Regions from separate parts of the Mus musculus genome. Here region 1 is linked to region 2. The links are chromatin contacts, called in public promoter capture Hi-C maps. All regions are on one chromosome and are shown on one strand. Each heading gives the region's core, a stretch centred on a gene start, on an enhancer-like site or on the middle of the called end of the contact. The rest is flanking DNA. Distances are from core to core; before and after follow the strand shown. Region 1 holds the start of Nono (non-POU-domain-containing, octamer binding protein). Region 2 holds the start of Tex11 (testis expressed gene 11).

The links. Promoter capture Hi-C pulls out the DNA fragments that hold promoters and counts their contacts.
Region 1: a promoter capture Hi-C map of hippocampal neurons shows a contact between it and region 2, with 2.6 times the contacts expected there. The contact joins the promoter of Nono here to the promoter of Tex11 in region 2. A contact is called at or near these places in 3 of 39 promoter capture datasets (embryonic stem cells, hippocampal neurons and stem cell-derived epiblast-like cells).

The regions. Positions count from the first base shown.
Region 1 is chrX:101,427,290-101,431,262 of GRCm38.p6, reverse strand. It overlaps Nono (non-POU-domain-containing, octamer binding protein), which reads right to left and starts at 1,612. Exons shown (of 12, transcript NM_023144.2): 1 at 1,501-1,612; 2 at 711-770.
Region 2 is chrX:101,056,560-101,060,890 of GRCm38.p6, reverse strand. Tex11 (testis expressed gene 11) reads left to right here and starts at 1,252. Exons shown (of 30, transcript NM_031384.2): 1 at 1,252-1,378; 2 at 1,474-1,535. The coding sequence starts at 1,496. It also overlaps the pseudogene Gm9078.

The sequences.
Region 1 (3,973 bases), core at 363-2,862, 370 kb before region 2:
TCTCCATAAGTTTCCATTTACCAAGGAAGGTTAGCACTGCCCAAAGAATCTAAATTACCACTGTATACACAGCAAGTACCAAGCATGAAAGAAATGTTCCTATGTTAAATGCAATAATATAATTTTGCAGAAATAAACTTACCAAACCCTAACTACAGAGATCAGCAGTTAGGATTTCTGTCTCCTATCACGTCCTAAGATTAACCACAATGAAAGAGACTATAGCTACTGTGTGTGATATACCTGCAGACATGTTCAGGACCATATTAATCACAGGTATCTGAAATCTAAATCAAGGTCCTCTCAATTTTAGAAGAGTCAAATTACTAAATGAAAAACTGCTAGAGAAATCCAGTGTGAACTTGCTAGGCTGATATGGTTGCCTGGTGGGCGACTGTTAAAGCTGTAGAATACAATCACGGTAAAGGCGGCTGAGTTTCTTAGGACTTTTTATTTAAAAAACAATGAAGTGGACAAACATAAATTTAAGCACTAACCCCTATTAGAACAGCCATAATTAGGGGTTATAAAAACAAAACAACAACAAAAAAAAAAACCCACACCACTCAGTCACATTTTAGTTTCAGATTCTAAAAACGGTTTAGCTTAAATAACATGAAAAGTGCCCCCCAAATTAATTTCTCATCTGTAAAATCTGTATTAGTTAAGCATCCTGCACTTTACCTGATGACCCTACCTCCTGCACCTACCTTGACTTGGATTTGAACACAGCAAAGTGTCTGCCTCGCAGTCCTCACTAACCTCGACTGCTGTTAAAAACACAAAGAAAGGTGTCAGCTTACAGTAAGACGTCCGCAAAGTGAAAAATACTCGAAAGTAATGCCACAGAAAGCAACATTTTTTTTTAATTTAGAAAAGCGATGCCTACAAATGCCTAGGAAAAGCTTAAGGAGCAAGGGGTTCGGAAAAAAGGCGCGCGCGCGCGCGCGTGCAAGGGTGGGGTGGAGGGTGTTTCATGAACTTAGCACCAAAAGCCAAGGGGTCTGAACTAGCAAACTTCCCACTTTCGTTTCAAATAACAAAACAACAACAACAAAAAATCCATAGCTCCAGGGGCCCCACAGGCCCTCTAGGAATTAATGGCCTTGAAAGGCTAGGGAGGAGCATCCGACAAAGCAAAGCGCCTCCTCCTCTAACCTCGACTTCAGGGCCTTAGTATAATAGACCCCACACCCTGTGGCCCAGGGCGTTCAAGAAGCCAACAACTTAGGGCCACTAAAATTGGGGGTGAGCAGCACAAAGAGTCTGGGCAAGGAAGCAAGAAAAGCATTGGCTAATGCCCGCGGCGGGGAGCAGGGAGCGCTCTGGCCCCCATGGGTGGGCTGCGAAGGCCTTGTGCGGAGGGGGAAAGGCCTCCCGGGCCTTCGGAACCCATAGCCCGTGTGCAAACTCGGCCTCGCCCCAACCCCTCCCTTTCCAGAGTGTCGCAGGAAGCCCCACCGCATCCCTAAGCAACCAAAGAGCCATCCCCAAACTCACCCTCTGGCCACAGTTCTTTGCTCGGAGTATGGGCGACGCTGCACGGCCTCCACCGTCCCGAGAAAAGAGCGCGCGACCGCCGGAAACGAGCCGACGGAGCTCGGTACCTCCCGAGGGGGGGGGGGGTCAATTTTGGATTCCCGATTGGCTATGTGAACTGCCAGTCAAAGTTTATCTCCCGAGAAAGTCTCATTAGTCCGCCATTTCTTAACGTTTATTGGCTACCGACTGTCAAAGCCTTGGGTTCGTGTGAACGACAGATGGGGACAAAGAGCGAGGCTTCGTAGCTTATGCGCATGCACTAGAGGCGCCGAGCACAAGACGGAAAAGGAAGGGGGAGGGGGAGCCAGCAGTGGAAGGTAGGGGGTCGGAAGGAGAGGCTCACCCGGCCCTACGGAAGGACTGAAAACCTAGCGGTGGGAGGAGGAGAGAAGAGAACTTGTGCGAGAGGAAGATCGGAGCGAAAAGGGGGGAAAATGTGCACGTAGGCGTGTGCTGAGAATTTATGCACTGCGCCTGTGCAAAATTAAGACTAACAATGTCATTGTATTCTATGTGGTAGAGCTAGCCGTTTGCTACTGAAAAAAAAAAATGTGCCCCGCCATGTTTCTTTTTTTCCACACTTCCTCAAAGCGTCTACCCTGACACCCTATACAGTTTTAGTTTCCTTTCTCAGTGCTGGGTATGTTTGGGAAGTGTAACTGAAATGGACATGATTGTAGAAACAGGCAGGAGGGCAAACGATTTTGACACTTTAAGCTCAGTGATTACCCAGAACTGTGACTAGCACCATTTCCATAGTAACCAGAGAACCCGATAGGCCAAACAGACTAAGGTTCCCATCGCAGAGAGACTCAACAGGTTGGTCGGCGGTGCCTGAACCAGTATGTTGGAGGTCTTCACATCAGACCTACTCTTTATCCCATAGGAGGCCTATCAGGTAATAATAACCTTCGTTATTCCATAATGCCTAGCTCTCCCAGGCGGTTAACCAAGGATTACAAGGTTCAATAGATAGGCACCAGTAGTTAATCCTCAGTAATTAATTCATACTCCTGATGGCAGATTATCTCAATAGGCATTACCTATACCTTGTATGGGGATACAATGATATGGAACTGTGCTGTCTAATAAGCCTCTTACAATGTTGGGAAGGTTCTGTGGCACCATTCAATACAGTAGTAGAGACTAGCTATATTCTACCCAATCCACCCCGTTTGCGTGTGCGTGTGCATCAACATATGGCTACAACTTACTATAGTGGGTATATTTATCCCAATGGTTCCCAAATTCTTTGAGATAAGATAGCACATTATTATGAAAAAAGAAAATGGGGGGGATCAAGATCAGATAATGCCCTTCAGTATGAAGTTTCAGCCCTACTACTGATCTCCTATATCCACTATCCAATTATGACAGCTGTTTACTACGTATGACTGTCACAATCAAACAGAAATGATTAAGCCTTTAACTTCTGTACTCAGGAGGCTGAAAAAGGAGCCTCCTTGCCCAGAAGGCCACCCTGGACTACACAGTGAGTAGCAAGGTATCCAGTACCTAAGACTCTGTCTCAACACAAAACAATAACAACAAAATTACACATACATGTATATGTATACATGATTTAAAAGGTGAATACTTTCTAAACCATGACCCTTTCTGTTTTCAAAAAAGATTTAATGGGGACTGGAGAGATGGCTCAGCAGTAAAGAGTGCTGACTGTTCTTCCAGAGGACTAGGGTACCTACCCCAGCTCCCATTGGTGGCTGGCTGGGACTCCAGTTTCCAGGAGATCTGACGCCCTCTTCTGGCTTCTGATGGTAATACATGCATGTAGTCCACAGACACATGGACTGTTTTAATTATTTTATGTGTGTATTTTGTCTGCATGTATGTAAGTGCATGTAGTGCCTAAGGAGGACAGAAGACAATGGTGGATCCCTAGAACTGGAGTTACAGATAGCCACCATGCAAGTTTGGGAATCCAACCTAGGTCCAGTGCTCTTAACCTCTGAGCTATCCCTGAAGCCCCAGCTGTGACTTTTTGTATGCAATGATTTTCTTGGAAAAAATAGTAACACGGGGCCTGGAAAGATGGCTTAGGAGTTAAGAGCACGTACTGCTTTTGCAGAGGAGCTGCTTACATTCCTAGCAGACACATGGCAGTTCACAACTATTTGTAACTAGTTTCAGGGCATCTAACACCTCTTCTGACCTCTTCAGGCTCCTGCAGGCTTGCGATCCACAACATACATATATTCAGGCATAACCCAGTTGTGGTGTATGTCTTTAATCCCAACACTTGGGAGGCAGAGGTAGACAGTCTCTCAGTTTGAGGCCAGCCTAGTCTCAGAGTGAGTTCCAGAACAGTCAGGACCTACAGAGAAACTCTGCCTTAAAAAACAAACCAACCAGACTAGACCACCAACCAAGGAGTATACCTAAAGGGATCTTTGGCTCCAGATACATATGT
Region 2 (4,331 bases), core at 3-2,502:
CTGTCCTGGAACTCACTCTGTAGACCAGGCTGGCCTCGGACTCAGAAATCTGCCTGCCTCTGCCTCCCAAGTGCTGGAATTAAAGGTGTGCGGCGTGCGCCACCACGCCTGGCTCAGAGTGCACAATTTCTTATTTTTCTGAATTTTGACACGACTTACTTATTTCTTTGCTGGGGTTTTGCTACGCTTCTGAGCTGATCCAGAATGCCCGGGCTCAAGGGATTCTCTTGCTTTAGCCTCTGACTGCTGAGACTTTACAAGCCTGTGCTACTGTGTTGGGATACCTTGCCAGTTTGAAACACTGAGCAGCGCTGTCTACTATTCCTCCGCCATCTTTGTAGTGTGCATGTGTGTGAATTCTTATTCTTTTCTTTCTGTAATCCTGGCCATCTGTCCTTTCCTTTAAGGGCAGTGCACTTTTGGTCTTACATCATAGACCTTGTCCTGATAGTCTTGTTCTGGTTTTATCCAATATAGAGAATCTAGACAGGATTCCAAGGCGGAGGATCAATATACCGTAAAGGCCAAACGGGAGTGGCTTTTGACGAGAAGCAGAGACGGGGAGCTTTTTAATGGATAGCAAGTGCTCCGGTCTTGTCAGGTGGTTTCGTTCATCTTGTATATGTATGAGTGTGTATGTGTGTGTGTTATGACATCAGAGCTTCAAGTGTGTGTGTTATCGAACTCGGGACCCCACATCTGCAGCCCAGGTTTTAGAACTAGCAAGAAGAAACAGACATTTGAACATACTTTTTTTTTTCTTTCTGGTTTTTCGAGACAGGGTTTCTCTGTATAGCCCTGGCTGTCCTGGAACTCACACCAGGCTGGCCTCGAACTCAGAAATCCACCTGCCTCTGCCTCCCAAGTGCTGCGCCACTTCTTAGAGATGCTTTGAGGCAATATCTTTGGAACGAGAAGTTTGTGGGCAGCGGAAGTTGGTCATTTAAATGATGGGGGGTGGTGGTGGGTTATGGACGGCGGGAAGCTCAGCGCCAATTCAGTGACTGTTAGCGGAAAGGCGTGCAAGAGCGGGAAAGAAGGCGCCAAAAAAACCGCATCCAAGAACGAGGGGCCGATGGGATGCGCACGAGAGTTTTTGAACATTGAATCAGACCAATCACAGAGCGTGACTCATTCTGTCTGCACGACGAGGGCGGGGCACTGAGTGACAGACAGACCAATCACAGAGCGTGACTCTCTGGTAAAGCGTGAATCTCTCCTTCCGGCCTCGGCTTCGGGCCACCAGAGACGGAGAGACGGAGACGGAGTCGGAGACGCGAGACGCCAGCAAGCGTTTCGGGTGTGGGAGAGCAGACGCCTCCCTGTTTAACAACTTTCTCCTGGATTTGCAGCTTCCTCAACGTCCCTGCACCTTCAGGTAATAAGTAATGGGTATAGTTTTCTGGCAGAAGTGTCTTTTTGAGAAATTAGAGACTTGAGGACAGAATATTAAAATATATTCGTGTTCCATAGGCTGGAGCCAGACATTTAAAAAATGGACCGCATTACTGACTTTTACTTCTTGGACTTCAGAGGTAAGCAAGCTTTGTATGATAACATTTATTTTATGACTGATTGAAATCCTCGAGATGAACTGGTTGCTGCAACGGCTGCCCTTTTGGGTTTCGGTGTTGTTCCTTTATGAAATCCATGTCTGAATCTCCCATAGACAATTTTAAGGTGTCTCATCCGCCCAGTCTCTGCAGTACTTCGTCTCTTAGCCTTGGCACTGCAGTTAGACTTTTGCTTGCGCTTGGCAGGGTAGCCACGTTTGCCACAGATAGATTTCTGATAGTGGTCGTCCTTAGAGCCACGGAGACCGGCGGTACAATGTGTGCCTGTTTTTGGGATGCTTTCCAAAGGATGCCGTTCCTTTTGTCATGTTGCTTCTACCTCCGAGGCCAAAGAGACTGGAAGAGCCCCTTTTTGGCTTTTTTTTTTTTTTCAAGACAGGGTTTCTCTGTGTAGCCCTGGCTGTCCTGGAACTCACTCTGTAGACCAGGCTGGCCTCGAACTCAGAAATCCGCCTGCCTCTGCCACCACCGCCTGGCTTCCTCTTTGGCTTCTTGAGACAGAGTTTTTACTCTGTGTCTCAGGCTGACCTAGAACTTTATGTAGCCCAGGCTATCCTCAAACTTGCAATCTTCCTACCTAAGCTTCCAGAGTGCAGGTGTCAAACACCACACCTGGCCTATAATCCCAGCATTTGTAAGACTAAGGCTGGAGCAACACCTCAAATATTGTTTCCCAAAACAAAACCAAACAAAATGAAAACAAGCTCGGAGAGAGCTCTGTGGCAGTGTTTGCCTTCCACATGTAAATCCCTGGAGTGGAGGCCCAGCAGTGCAGTTTGTCTCATAAGTTTGTCTTTTCACAGTACTCAGTGCACCAGTTTTCCTCATGTATGTACCAGAAATAATATTTGGAACCTTTTATGAACTAGTGTAAGGAAACAAAATTGACAATCCATAGCTTATTTTCTGGTCATAATCTATAGCTTTTCCCCAGGAATTTTAGGAGATGCGGAATCATACTGTTTAACCTGAAAAAATACTGTGTAAAAAGTATATTTAAGCTGGGCAGTGGTGGCGCATCCCTGTAATCCCAGCACTTGGGAGGCAGAGGCAGGTGGATTTCTGAGTTCGAGGCCAGCCTGATCTACAGAGTGAGTTCCAGTACAGCCAGGGCTACACAGAGAAACCCTGTCTCGAAAAACCAAAAAAAAAAAAAAAAAAAAAAAAGGACATTCAGGAAGTTGTTGCAAGCAGATGGGCAGCTAACAATATAAACTTATTCTTGGAGATGATGCGGCTGTTAAGATCTTATCTTGTCCTAATTGTAAGGCCTGAATAAGGGCAGTTAGCTTGCCTCTAAGGCAGGGGTTTGAGGAACGAGCATATTTGCTTCTATAGTATCAAGGCAACGAAGTATTGTATGTTCTGCTTGTAAAATGATTTTTTTCAGAAAAAAAAATGCTGCCATCCACAAGCCATTCAACCTCAGGGCTATAAAGAAGTTTATCTTTAAGAAATTTAAAATTTATTTACTGTTAGAAAAACTAACTGTAAGGGCAGGTGAGATGGCTTAGCCAGTAAAGATGCTGGCCACCAAGCCTGGTGTCCCGAGTTGATCCCTGGGATCCACATGGTGCAAGGAGAGAAGAAATTCTGGAAGATTGTCTTCTGACCTCTATACTGGTGACATGTTACACATATGCACTTATAAGTGCACACGTGTGCGGAAACACACAAACATACACACAGACACACACACACACACACACACACACACACACACACACACACACAAGCAATTCCTGAAAGATAGGAGGCTAGTTTGAGGCCATCCTAGGCAGTATAATGAGACCATGCCTTGAGTAAGCTTCACATATACCTTTTCATATGGTAGGTTTGGAGACAAATTCTTATTTTCCTTTGTTTGGACTTTTAGCTTCTTTAGTTTGTTGTTATATAGATGCCCTTGTGATTTATTATTATAATATCCAAGTTTATATTTTCTTTTACTGATGTATTTATGATTGCTCATTCTATAAAGTCTTTTGAAAATCGAGCTGGGTGTGGTGGTGTATACCTGTAATCTCATCACTCCCAGACGCTAACACAGGAGGATTGTGAGTTTAAGGGTATCCTGAACTACATAGTGAATTTGAGGCCCCCTTAGGATATAAAATGAAACTGCCAAAAATGTATTTAAAAAACCTTGAATATAGTTGTATGCAATACCAGCCCCTGCCTAGTAGAAATTAATGAGCTACATATTTAATTTAAAATATTCTTTTTTTTAATGGTTTTTCGAGACAGGGTTTCTCTGTGTAGCCCTGGCTGTCCTGGAACTCACTCTGTAGACCAGGCTGGCCTCGAACTCAGAAATCCGCTTGCTTCTGCCTCTCAAGTGCTGGGATTAAAGGCGTGTGCCACCACTGCCTAATTTAAAATATTCTAGTAGACACATTAAACAGTATAAATAAATAGATGAAATTAATTTTAAAAAGATTCACTTATTTTTATTTTATATGTAAGGGTATTTTGATTGCATGTCCATCTGTGCATTATCTGTGTGCCTGGTGCCTGCAGAGGTCAGAAGAAGGTGTCAGATTTTCTGCAACAAATGGTTAATCGCAGCACTTGGGTGGCAGAGGCAGGCAGATCTCTGTGAGACTAGTGGGTCTATATAGCAAGTCCTAGGCTAGCCAAAGCTACATAGTGAGAGACCCTGTCTCAGGAACAAACAAACAGTACCCCCACTGCTGCTGTGGTTTTATTTTTTTCTGGATGCTTGGATGCCAGTTGAAGTGTAGTTGCCTTGATACG